Regions from separate parts of the Gossypium arboreum genome. Here region 1 is linked to region 2. A link is a contact called in public Hi-C data. All regions are on one chromosome and are shown on one strand. Each heading gives the region's core, a stretch centred on a gene start, on an enhancer-like site or on the middle of the called end of the contact. The rest is flanking DNA. Distances are from core to core; before and after follow the strand shown.

Region 1 (7,530 bases), core at 2,221-4,720, 420 kb after region 2:
ATTTGAGCCCAATTTGGAATTTTCCATCATTTTGTAGTGGGCTCATCTATGATTGGGCCATTAAAAAACCCTAAATTCAATGGCCTAAATCACTATAATCAACATGAAAAACCTTTAACTAATTTACACATAGTCTCTTTCTCAAGTAGCCACACAATCAATAGATAAGAGAATATAATAATGAGCAACCAACAAAAGGGTCATGGTGTGCTGTTATAAAGAAATATGCTGCTCTGTCCAATTAAATGGTATAAAAAATGAGATTGGGTTTGTTTTGTTTAATTGCATTCTGTCAATATGAGTACTCTCCCAAGTTATTTGAATTCGGATGCGATTGTTGAATAAAAGAAAATTCCTTCAAATAAATAAAACAGTCCAACTACTCAATAATATCTTCACCTCTTTCAATGCCATCTCCAATAGCTCAAAGATTTTTCATTTCTACCTACTTTTACATGCCTAGCATTGGGGGGTTGACCTAAATTCTTGAACTATATTTAAAGGAAAGAGAATAATGTGAGAAACAAAGCTCCTTTCTCCGTTCTTTTGTTCATTGACAGACAAGGTCTGTTAAGATGGAGAAACTTAATCTTTTGTTATTAACAAAAAGGAGAGCATTAAAATTGATCTTATGTCATTTCCCAAACAGTACATATATGTGTGGGGGTGTGTGTATGTGCTTAAAAATGCAACCTATTGGAGTGTCTAAATATGTGTAGAAAGTAGCAAATAAATGGCGTGTACAGTTCTTGGGGCATGTGAATTTAGGGGAAACTTCATTTCCACTCCTTAGAATGAAGCTTTCTTTAATGTTTTCCCCAAAAAGCAGGTGGTCCTTGGCTCTTCTTTAAAAACAACACTTCAACAGTGAGATTGGTTGTATCAAAGGATAACATATGATAGCCTACCTATATATCAAATGCTTTTATCATACAAGTTAAAAATCAGAAGCTGCTGTTTTTTGCTTCCTACAAGACTCTATATTTGACAGATTTGAAAGAGTACTGAAAAAAAAAAAAAACCATAGTTGAGAATGTTACAAAAAAGATGGACAATGAATTGAAAAGTTGTGTAAGCATGAAGATACATGTTCAAGAACATAGATAAAATTTTAAAAAGGAGAAAAAGGGGAACATTTACCTTAGCAAAAAAAACCATATTGAATCAGAAGCCAAAGAGAAACACCAAAAGAGTAAATTGTTCATTTGTACACTGTAAATTCTCTTGCATGTTCCTCATCTTAGCAAAGAGATCATGGTTGTGGTGCTTTCTAAACAGCTACCATGGGATGAACCCAGAATTCTCCATTGCATCTTCTTCAAGAGGAGCTGGAAGGTTAAGGTCAATAAGAGCTGGTAATGGCATATCTGGTGAGTCTTGTTTGATGACCAATGTTGTCTCCTCTGAACCCCCAGCAAAATGGGACCTTTTGTGACCTCCTAAAGCTTGGCCTGACTTGAAAACCCTGAAGCAGAAAGGGCATACATGCCCTTTGTTTTTCTTTGACCCCAATCTTTTCTCAGCATTGCCATTTGACAACTTGGTAGCAGCCATTGGAGCATGAAAAGAACCATTTGCTAAGCTGTCTTCACCTCTATCATGTATTGACTCAAGTTTGGTTCCCTTTGGAGAACTGGAATAATCTTTCTTCCCACTTCTTAAACCATATTTAGTCAAAGCTCTATCATCTTGATTATCCCCTACTTCACTAACCAAATCCTTAGGGAATTCAGTTTTCACGTACTTGAATTTACTCCTATTTTTACCAAGTGTTGCATCAATGTCTTCAAATCCAGATCTAGACTTTACCTTGAGTTTCTTACATTCAACATTGTTGGTAACCCCATTGCTTGAAACATCTGGTTCCACCTTCTTGGGCCCATTCCTAAAATACCCAGAATCAGAATTTTCAGAACAAGGATCAGACCCAGCAGATTTCAGCTTGATGACTCCTTGTTTTTTCATCTTCAAAAGCTCACCACCATTGTTAGCATTCTTAACAGTAATCCTCAAATCTATGGAGGATGACTTAGCCTCCAGAACGACAGAGTTGTTGTCTGAAGAATCAGCAACTGAATTCAGCCCTTTCTTACAACCAGAATCCCTTGACAGCATCATTAAACACATAGCAACCTCTTCCTGTTCTTGTTCTTCAATCTCTGATACAGATGACGAACCATTTGCCAAAGAGACTGAATTATTAGAGTAAACACCTCCTATTTTGCACCTTATCCTTTTGGATCTCCTCCTCCTACTTGGAGTTGATATTTCAGTATCTGATTGACTATCCACAACCAGCTTCTGTTTCTCAGTGTTACCCCAATGATCCTCAAGTTTCTGAAAGACCCTTTCTTTGTCTGAGTGACAAGCCATGTGACCACAAAGAGCTTTCAATGATTGGAAACCCTTACCACATTCTTTACAAATCATCTCTTTGAGTACAGAACCATTGCCTAAATCAGAAAATCTCTTGCTTTTCTTGGGGTTCTCCCTTAGATCATAAGTTGCAGATTGGCCACCACCAGCTTCAGCCTCAGCAGCTCTCTTTATGTTCCTAGAACAGAAACGCTGCTTGTTGTTTATGGAGATTTCAGCCTTTTCCTCTGCTTCACCAAGATTCTCAGTATTCATGTGAGTCCTTATGTGACCTCCTAAGGACTTCCCACATGGATACCCTTTGTTGCAAAACTTGCAAACAAACTTCTTTCCTTGATTTTGCTCCATTAAAAAATATTTTGATCACTTAAAAACTGAAAATACCCAGTGAACCAAACCGGAACCGTGACTCATTTCTTGCATTTCCTTTCATCCATCTTTGTTGTGAGAAACCAAGAACACAGATCAAGGAACAGAGAGAGAAAAAAAACAGATCACAAAAAAGTTGCTTGCTTTAGTTTCAGTGAAGATGATCAAAAAAAACGAGAATCAGCAGCTGAGATGTGACAGGTTCTCTGTTTCAAGTACAACAAAGAGATCCGACCCACAACAAAAAGAGACCCTTTTTAAAAATCCCATTTCTTTTGCTCATCTCAAAATTGTTTAAACCCAGAAAAAAAAATCAAACATTTTATAAAGAAGGGTCGCTAATGATGGCGATGAAGAGGCTTACAAGAGGAACAAAAGAAATAAAATAAAATACCCCAAGACTGTTTCTGTTTCTCTCTCTCTAGATACCCTTTTGGTGTGTGTGTGTGTGTTGTAGTTGGAGGAGAATTCCATGCATGGAAGCAAAAGGATTTAAAAGGGAAGAAAAAGAGAGAGAGCACGTGTATTGAAGTGAGAAGCATCAGGTAAAAGGGAGGATTGAACGGTCAAGATTTTTTTAAGGATCCCAATGAGTGAGGAGTTTTTCTTATGGCTACAACATCCAAACGATGCCTTAACTTTGTCTTGCTTGTTGTAAAGCTCACTCACACAAAAGGGGCAGAATCTCCAACCATTGTTTGCTTTTCAGTTTCTTCCCTTACCCTCCACTATAACACATACATACATTTCATTGTACAATATGCCAACATGTTACATTGTGGTTGGGCCCCCTTTTCTTCTTCTTTTTCCGTTTTTTTTTTAAGAAATTTCATCCCCTATTCATAATATGGTTCAAATTTATCCATTAGTTTAGGCATTAAGTCCTCCTCCTCAATTTTCTCACTTCTCTTTTTTTAATTATTTGCACTTGAAGTCCTCAAACTATGACTCAAACTCTAAATTAATTTTTAAACATCAAAACGTTCTAATTGAGTTTTTAAAGTACTAGTATCATATCAATCAAGTTTTTCATTTGCCTAGCTATTAAGTGTCAACTCAAATCTGACTTAAATCATGTTTAAAACACATGAATTTTATTCTAAACATATGTATACATATTGCATAAGCAACTTGGACCCAAGCTATGTCATATGACTCAAGTTTTCCATGAATCTTATTAACACTATCTTTTTTTTAACACATTAGATTCAAACTGTTCATACAACAAGCCACAAATATTTATAACTTGATTCATTTATTTTAAATATACTTTACATCATATTCAATGTGGCATGCAATGCTTAAATTGACAATTAGTCTAGCAGAATGATCTCATTAATATAATATTGGTTCTTGATTTGCCATAATACCATGTAGCAGATTAAACTAGTTTTCGTACTTAAAGAGCTTGAATACAAGCATTTTTATTATGTTTTAGTTAAGTTTTCCATATTTGGTTTGAATTTAATAAAACATGTATTTTGAGTTTTTTTATGACCTTAAGGGTTGAATGAGGCCTAAAGGTGAGCTAATGTATGTACTTAGTGAGTGTGCAGGACACCATTCAAAGGTATAGAAACTTAAGGCTGGTTGTTGTGTTGCAACACGAGAAGTTCAGTGTCGCAACATAGGGATCAAAATACAAGAATTTCAAGTTTGCCTTTGATGTCGCAACATAGCCATAGGATGTCACGACATACCCTTGTAGCAAAACCTGAACCAGGCATACTGCCTTCAATGTCGCGACACGGCACTAGGGTGTCACAACACCGGCCCTGTATGGGAACAGTTACGAGTGAGGGGCGATTTGGTCCACATAATGGAAATTAACACAAAAACATTAGCTAACCTAGGGTTGAAGACGATGGTCAACCCTAACTCTATAAATAGGCTCTTCAAACACTTGTTGAGGACATATTTTCATATTCTAAGTTTTTCTCTGTAATTTTAGTTTCAGTTTTCCTTTCCTTTAGGTTTTAGGTTTATTTTTAATTTTTTTTTGTTGTGCTCTTCAAAGAACTTGCTTTGTAAACGCAATCAAACATTTTAGGATTATTGCATTTCATCAATCGAATACAAACAAGATTTTCTAAACTCTATTCTTGATTTACTCTTTATACATATCTTTATTATCAAGTTTATCATGTTTATGGATTCTATGAGAAACTAATCTTCTTATGGGGGATTAGTGAGTGGAGGTGTGGATTGACTGATTGCTATATAGGGTTTTCTTAGCAGATAAGCTATTTGGGAGAAGAAGAATTTAAACATTAGGTTTGACGACCCTAAAAAGTCATTTAGGTGAGAATTAACCCAAAATTAGTATAGCTTATTCGTAAACACCTTAACCCTGAACTGGTCTGGACTGTGAGGTCGAGAGATAAGTAGTTATTGTCGACTTATTAGTTTAATAGAAGATTGAGCGATCCTACTAAGGAAACAACTAGTTGATTGAATAGAAACCCGAAATAGGAATTAGTTATGATCACCAAAGCGAGCTAATCACCCATTTTACATTTGATTAAGTTTATAATTTAGTTTTTTAAAATCTATTTTATTTATGCAATTTTCATTCTTACTTATAAAAACCAAAAAAATTCTTCTTTATGATTTGTCCTAATATAATTTATTTGTTTTACTAATTAATTTTATTTTTGTTTAGGTTAACTTTAATTTAGTACTCGCCTCCCTTAGATACAATCCTCGGAGTACTCACATACTTCATTGTAAAACTATATTGCAACCTGACTTGTATACTTGCAAACACAGCCTCAATTCGACATCTATAGTTGTAGTATTCACACTCTGGACATTAGTACGTCCGGAGGCGGCCAAGTTGTTGGCGTCATTGCCGGAGAGGCAATGCTACTAAGTTGATTTTAATCTTTGTGTTTAATAGAATAATTAGGAAATATTTAAATTATAAATATGATTTTTATTTTTATTTTTTATTTTTACTAATTTTTTTTTAGGTCATTGTATGACTCGTAGTAGGGGAACACCTATAGGGCCGACCACTGGTCCAAAAAGAATAATCCGCATAAATCGTCGATAGTAACAACAGCAATAATAGATGCGAAATCAACCACTTATTGCAGGTAATCCATTGCGTGAGAACCCTCTATTCGACAAGGTTAACAATGCTAACATCCAAGATTTACCACCACCACCACCATAACTACTAGTAAATCCACCTATGACATAAGCTGAAAGAACCTTAAGGGATTATGCCCTACCTAATCTAGAGGTGGTTGAAAGAAGCATCACAAGGTCAACTATCACGGAAAATAACTTCGAAATCAAACTGACCATCATCCAGATGATCCAAAACAATTTGCAATTCAGAGACATAATGAAAGAGGACCTAAACCAGCATTTAAAATGATTCATTTAGCTTTTTGTTACATTTTTATACAACTGGGTTACCGACGACATTATACGTCTTCAACTATTCTCTTTCTCTTTGATCGATAACGCCTTTACTTGGTTAGACTCGCAGGCATTGGGATCTATCATGACATGGAATAAACTTGCAGAAAAATTTCTACAAAAGTTCTTCCTATTAGCAAAATAATTCAACTAAAAAGAGAAATTGCTACATTTAAGCAACTAGAATGAGAGAGTTTTCATGAAGCTTGGAAGCATTTCAAGATGTTAATCCAAAGATGCCCACACCGTGATTTACTTGAATGGCTGAGACTGCAGATGTTTTATAATAGGTTGGAGGCACACACACGCTCAGAACTAGATGGAGCTGTAGGAAGAGCCCTGATGAATAGGACATATGATGATGCATATGACCTAATTGAAAATGAGGTAATGAATTCCTGTTAGTGGCTAACCAAATTATTGACATAGGGCCAGAGACCATCTACGGTAAAAGTTGTCCAAAAAGACGGTAGATATTAACAAATTTTGGACAAACTTAACCATATAAAGTCATCATCTAATGTGTCGTCAACATTAAAAAAAAATAGACCTCTATTTTATTATCTCAATAATCCAACCGAGGACATGAATTATATAGGGAATAGGGGTAGAAATCCTTATTCAAATACGTATAATCTTGGCTAGGGATGAGGTATTAACTCTAATTCTGTTAAAAATAATACTTACCAACCTCCTTATTTATAGAAACCTCAGGAAAGGGCTAACTCGAATGACCATACTGTAAGTGGTCAACGTTTGGATCAGATCGAGAGGGAAATGCAGTCAATGAGGACCGAAGTAAAACAGGTGTAGTCTAAGTGCACCAATACTATTAAAACACTGACTAAGCTAGAAGATCAGATGAGCCAATTAATTAGTATGATAGGAGATATCAATAGGAAAATTAGCACCGACATTCTAAGCAACATCGAGAATAATCCTCGGAAGGAAGGGAAAGAGCATGTAAAACCCATTCTGCTCCGTTTGGGCAAAGTACTGAGTAGCTTAGAGAACCTGACTCAAGAGGAGAACAAACAGGATATCGAAAATCTTCAAAAGGACCCTAAAAAAGTTGAGAACGAACCAAAATCAGAGGAAATAGCCAAGCCGAAAACTAAGTCAGAGGAAGAGCCAATCAAGGAACCTGTACTAACAATGGTACCATTCCCTTTATGGTTAGAAGAAAAACAAAGACGGGATGAGGCAAAATTTATAAGTTTCTTAAACTTATTTAAATCTTTTAACGTTAACTTGCCTCTAATTGATTTAATTGAAAAAGTTCCTAAATGTGCCAATTATTTAATATAAATTATGTCTAGGCGTAAGAAAATAAAAATAAGACAACAAGTCAATGTA
Region 2 (7,055 bases), core at 3,567-6,066:
ATTAACCTTTATGACACTTAATGGTATGTGATGACTCAACCTTTGATTAAGAATTATCATAACATTTAAAATGGTTGAATTGCTACTATGACCTTAGTTAAATTGCTTTTTAAGGCACTTATGAATTTAAAATCAATTTCTTTTATTTTAGTCACTTATCAATTTAGTCCATGTATTAATCAATTTAGTCCATGTATTATTTTTATTAACCAATTTAATCTAATAACACATAATAATTCGACTTTACAATCTCGTATTCTGTAACACCCCTCGCCCGTATCCGACGCCATAATAGGGTTTGAAGTGCTACCTAACTTAAACTCAATCAATCTTAGGAAATCAGGTCATAAAAATCTTGATCAAATTAAAACTTTTTGTTTCATAAGCAATCTGTCTCTTAAATGGGCTTACTAGGCCCAAAACATACATTCAAGATGGTTCAGGACCAAATCGAGAACTTAAGAAGAACATGGAAAATTTTGTGCTTTAAGGCTCCACACGCCTATATGGGTAAAGACCATGTGGACACATACGTCCGTGTGGCTTAGAACACACCCGTGCTTTCAGCCCGTGTGTGAATCTGACTTAAGAACATGGCCATGGCACATGCCCGTGTGACCTGCCCGTATACAATACTGACTTTAAGACATGGCCATGGCACACGCCCGTGTGGCCTACCTGTGTACAACACTGACTAAAAAGTTTAAGTGCAGGGGACGCACGGCCAAAACACACACCCATGGGGGTGAGCCGCGTGTCATACACGGCCTAGACACACGCCCGTGTGTCATGCCCGTGTGGACAAAAAGGAGGCCATTTCCAAGTCATTTTGTCACCCAATTTACACAACCTACACAAGATCATTTCAATACACAAATTTCTCCACAATAGACACCAATTCATCCATAGAAAGAACATTATATGCATTTATCAAAATGAAAAATAGCCATTATTCTAGGCTTGATACAAAATGAAGGGCTTTGACTTAAGCCAAAATACATAACCAATTTCTCATTTAAATCAACATCCTGGTCTAGCCCTATACATGCCATACTTAAAAGAAGATTTGTACTATACCAAGTGCTTCGATTGATAGTGTGATCGATATCTCTGACTTCAAAGAATCCTTAAGCTAATTAAGCAGCACTGAAAGAAAAGGGGAAAGAAAAGAGAGTAAGCATAAAGCTTAGTAAGTTGCATATAAATAAATATACAACAACAATTTTACCATTAGTCATCATACTCATAGCTCAAAGGTAAGCATAAACTTGACTTACTCATTACCGTCTACTCAAATCACATTTTCTAATTTGAACTCATTACTCATGCATACCAAATAGGTACCTGTATCACTCAAAACATTTTTATACTTTCCTTATTAAGTCATTTTCATAACCTTTAAAGTTGAACCTTTCGGAAAACTACCGGATATTCTATAAGCCTCGAACATGGGATAAGTTACCGATGCCATGTCCCAGACATGGTCTTACACTGGCTATCATCATCGAGGCCGATGCCATGTCCCAGACATGGTCTTATACTAGCTCTCGTATATACGTGCTGATGCATGTCCCAAACATGTCTTACACTAGCACAACTCTTAGCCGATGCGTGTCCCAGACACGTCTTACACTGGCTATCATCGCGAGGCCAATGCATGTCCCAAACATGTCTTACATTGGCACTCGTCTCTATGCCGATGCCATGTCCTAGACATGGTCTTATACTGGCACTCATAATGTGGCTGATGCATGACCCAGGCATGTTTTACACTGGCACACAAGAAATCTAAACGTTATGGCATAAATATCCGGTTTGTTTCCTAGGGTCTCAACTAGACCATTCCACTATCTCAATCATTAATATACAATCTCAGTTCACAATCTAGCAATTCATACTATATCAATTCAATGACAATTCGATTACATACATTAACAATGTAGTCGTATTATTTATATACAACTTACCTCAATCTACAAAATATACTTGACTAGTCTGTTTTCTTGGATTGCTTGGCTTTGCCCTGGTCTAGGTTCGGTTTTGACAAATCTTGATCTATAATAACAAAATGCACTCATTTAATCACTAATTACAATTAGGCAATCATAAATTCATATCTTTGGAAAAATGACCATTTTGCCCCTGAACTTTAGCAAAATGATCATTTTACCCCTATGCTGGAAAATCAATTTTTATATAAATTAATTTGTATTTCAAGCTATTTAAACTCTTTTTACTGCTGTAGCAATCCCAAAATCTCACTATTTCACACTCATATCACCTATTTTGCAACTTACACAAAATAGTCCCTTTAGGTGTTTTCATGCTAATACCTTTCACAAAAGTTGTTTATGTCACAACTAGGACTCATATTCTTCCATAAAAACTTAGCAAACATCACAAATCCTTTCATGGAAAAACCCTAAACTCTCAATCATTTTGCAAAATAGACCCCTCATTTGAAAGCTTATACTTCAAGGGTCTCAAAAGTGCAAAAATTATTAACTAGGGACATGGGAATCACTTACTTGTTGAGGTAATAAGTTGCTGAAATTTCAAAGCTTCAAAAACCCCTCTTTTGTTGATATTTTCGGTGGGGAGAAGACATGGAGAAGAAGAAAATAATAGCTAGGCTTTTTAGGCATTATTTTATCACCAACTCATGACATCATTCACCTAAACTTTGACTATTTGACCAATTTTGTTTCCTATGGCCGGCCACCTTGCTTCTAGGGGTCAAATTACTCTTTGAAATCCTCTAATTTTAGTTCTCTAGCTATTTAACACATTTGGGGTACTAAAAAGTAACTTTTACCTTTTATGCAATTTAGTCTTTTTTCGCAATTGGGCTCACAAACGTTAAAATTGACTCACCAAATTTTTCATGCACTATTATAATCATGTTACAACCTCATAATTGTAATAGAATAAATTTTATAACTTCGGATTTGTGGTCCCGAGACCACTGTTTCGACTAGATCCTAAATCGAGCTGTTACATATTCAACACTTAATTATTCAATCCTAATTTTTAGCCAACTCGAATTAAGAAAATTTGACCCCAAAATTGAATTTTTCAATACCATTGAAATTTGTTTTGTTAAATAACCAAAGTCAATTCATTAAAAGTTGTAAACTCTTATTTTCATCATTCACTTTTACAAACGCATTTTTAGTGAAAATAACTTTTTATTGTTTTTTATTTTTCATTTTCTAAGAATCATTTTAAAATTTTTAACCAAACATGTTTCTTCAATGTTTTCCATTTTCAAGAAAACTAAAATGGCATCTGTTTCCCATAACTAACCAATTTTTTAACACTTTTTCAAACAAGCCCTACTTAAAAATTATAATTAACCTTAAGTTTCATTGTGTAAATTTTAATTATTATTATTTAAATATATTATAATTACTAAGTATTTATATTTATATTATTATTTAAGCTTTTGATCGAATTGTTGTCATTCGTCAATGGAACATTAATTTAGTTGAAACATGACTAAAAGTCTATTGTTTTATAAAATAACAAATATTAATATAATGGTGTTTTTACTTTTATATATATTTTTATAAAATATTACTATGGTAAGATTTAAACTTAAAATACCATAATATTTAATGTTTTAATTTCACTATTTTAACTAAAGACTTATCTACAAATATGTTTCTTACAGAATTTTTCATTTAATTCGTGAGGATTTCATAATTTAATGTTGTATTATCAATTGATTCATAACTTGATTAACATTGATATTGATATTAATGCTAGGTTTAAGTGTGCTGATTAATAATGATTCTTGAATCAAACGGTTCAAAGACCATCTTCTAATTGGTAACCCCAATTAATTCCTGATTCAACGGATCTGATTTGTTTTAAATAACATTAAACTAATGTCATCGTATAACAGGAAAAAAAAAATCACCCTGCCACATTAACAATAACAACAACTAAACAGTGTCATAAATTGTACATACTAATAACAAAATTAAATAGATGTAGCATTAATACATGTAAGATTGAAAGAACATAATTGATCTATTAAAACGGACTTTTTGTTATATTATATACCTGCTTCAAAATTGACACCTTCATATCTCGACTTTCACTTCTACTCTCATATTCTACAGGTTCCTTCCTTCTCTCAATCCTCATATATCAAAATTTCAAAATTTTATATATCTTGCTTTCACTTTAAAATTATATTTAAAAATAGTATGTTATTTTTAAATTAAAAAATTTAAGTATCATTATTTTAATATATGAAAATTTAAAATTATAAAAAATTGAAATAAACTTATTTCTTAGGAATTTTGATTGAGTTTAAATCCTAAAATCATTATTGCTGAATAGGCTTCATCTAAATATCACTCTCGACTTGAATAGGACTAAACTCAATCAAATTATAAAATGAACAAAAGTTTTAAAATTCCTTTTAAACCTACAAACTAGTTTTAATATTGATACTCTCTTTTCAATAATACAGAATTATAGATTTATAATTCTAATTGTCAAGTTTTTAATATTTAAAAGATAATATATTATGTCTTAAAAATATTCAACACTCACTTTCTAAATTTTTAAAAGATAATTAGCATACTAAAATAATAAATTTAAATATTTTAAACAATACAATTTTAAATTTTAAAAATAACATAATATTTTTAAATATAAATGGACTAAATTGAAAATTTGATAAACTTTTAGAGACCAATTATGATATTATTACATGTTTTTTATTTTTGTATGAGTATATGGACAAATGTTTTTTTGCTAAATAATTGAAAAGTCATCCACTTTTGCTAAATATATAAAAATGGCACTCAATTATAATCTTCCTCAAAAAGAAATATGCCTAATCCTTTATTCAAAGCCCATACATTTCTCTATTTCCCAAAAAAAAAAGGCCCATACTTGTTTCTTTCGCTTTTATTGCAATCCTCAACTTGATTAACTTCCGTTATCCGCCATGAATATGATCTTGCTTTTCTTCTTCCTTCCTTTAATCTCTCAAGTCCGACCCGAACCCATCCTCACCGTCAACCCCAAAACTCTTTCTAAATCGGGTAATTCGGTTCACATCCAATGGTCCGGCATCGAGTCACCGTCCAAGCTCGACTGGCTCGGTCTCTACTCGCCCCCCGACTCACCCCACGACAACTTCATCGGTTACAAGTTCCTTTCATCTTCTTCCTCAACTTGGGAATCTGGAGCGGGCTCCATTTCTCTCCCCCTCACCTCCCTCCGCTCTAACTACTCCTTCCGGATCTTCCGCTGGACCGAATCCGAGGTCAACCCGGAAATCCACGACCAGGATCATAATCCCCTCCCGGGCACGAAGCACTTGTTGGCGGAATCCGAGACGGTGGGTTTCGAATTGGGTCGTGGGCCGGGGCAGATCCACTTGTCGTTGACCGGTCGGGAAAGGGAGATGCGGGTGATGTTCGTTGCGGAGGACCCGGAGGAGAGGCAGGTGAGGTACGGAGAGAAGGAAGGAGAGTGGGAAGGTGACGTAGCGGTGGCACGTGTGGGGAGGTACGAGAGGGAAGACATGTGTCACGCGCCGGCCAATGAGAGCGTTGGTTGGAGAGATCCTGGTTGGATATTTGACGCTGTCATGTCGGGTTTAAAGGGTGGGGTGAAATACTATTATCAGGTAATTAAATGCTAAATTTGGAGATGTTTTGAACTACATTTTGTTCCAACTAAAAAACGCCTTCTTCATTCAAATGGTTGTGCTACAATGCTGAGCTCCTTGTCTTGCATTACAATTTCCTTTTTATCATGTTACATCTATAACCATAATAATATTTGAAGTAGATATGCTTTATGCTTATTGTTGTTATAGATGAAGGATAAAATAAAACATAAGAATTTAGTTTTCTGACAAGCATGACATTTATAATAAATGTTGTTATAGAAAGAGCTTAGTCCTGATGAAGGAGAGGGTGGGCCTAGGTTCGAAGTTTGAATCTTTGATCTAGTGCTATGGTCATGGGACCATTGGCCTGCAGCATATTGTGTATCTGCTCAAAGTGTTTTTTTTTTTTTTGATAAGCTGTGTAGTGCACACACTTATGTATTTAAAGATTTTCTTTTCCTTTTCAATGTGGACTCGGGTAGTTATTAGTGGCTCTAATACCACTTGTCACGGAGCTATTGCTTTCTTCCCAAACATGTTTGATAGGATTTGTAGCATATCTGCTTTTATATATATATATATATCCAAAAAGACCTTTCCTTCCTTTCTGAGGTGGAATTAGTATCCTTTGCCTACTTAGTGACGCTATCAGTAGGTGGCTAGTTATCAATTCAAGTTAATTCATATGATATTTTGAGTGTGATTCATCTATTTTTTATCATGTTAACTTCAATTACACGTTGTTTCCTTGTTACATGGCAGGACTAATGAAAAGTATTGAAGCATATTTTTCCCTCATGACATTGTTGTACTTTCAATTAAACTTTCATGGTTAATTTAGCTCTGGTTTGCACATTCTAACAGGTTGGAAGCGAGTCTAAAGGTTGGAGCACGACACATAGCTTTGTGTCATGGGACAAAAGTTCAAATGAAACAATAGCCTTCCTATTTGGAGACATGGGGACTGCTACACCCTACTTAACCTTTAGTCGCACACAAGATGAAAGCATATCAACCATTAAGTGGATCCTGCGTGACCTTGAAGCTCTTGGAGATAAGCCTACTTTCATTTCCCATATCGGGGATATCAGCTATGCAAGAGGCTATTCATGGTTGTGGGATGAATTTTTCAACTTAATTGAGCCTGTTGCCTCCAAGGTGCCGTATCATGTGTGCATTGGCAATCATGAATATGATTGGCCTTCACAGCCTTGGAAACCTGACTGGGCCAATTTAATTTATGGAACTGATGGAGGTGGTGAATGTGGGGTTCCCTACAGCCTTAGATTCAATATGCCTGGCAACTCTTCAGAACCAACTGGAACCCGTGCTCCAGCCACCCGAAACCTTTACTACTCATTTGATATGGGGCCCGTTCATTTTGTGTACATGTCAACCGAGACCAATTTCCTTCCGG

The links. Hi-C and Micro-C count contacts between places; a contact is called where the count stands out from the background.
Region 1: a Hi-C map of leaf shows a contact between it and region 2, with 2.1 times the contacts expected there. The contact joins the promoter of LOC108461762 here to the promoter of LOC108464412 in region 2.

The regions. Positions count from the first base shown.
Region 1 is chr13:29,608,060-29,615,589 of ASM2569848v2, forward strand. LOC108461762 reads right to left here and starts at 3,471. Exons shown (of 1, transcript XM_017761694.2): 1 at 571-3,471. The coding sequence starts at 2,724. The coding sequence ends at 1,279. It overlaps LOC128287047 (small nucleolar RNA R71), which reads right to left and starts at 6,428; the gene lies at 6,322-6,428.
Region 2 is chr13:29,189,959-29,197,013 of ASM2569848v2, forward strand. LOC108464412 (probable inactive purple acid phosphatase 2) reads left to right here and starts at 4,817. Exons shown (of 2, transcript XM_017764703.2): 1 at 4,817-5,653; 2 at 6,503-7,055. The coding sequence starts at 4,967.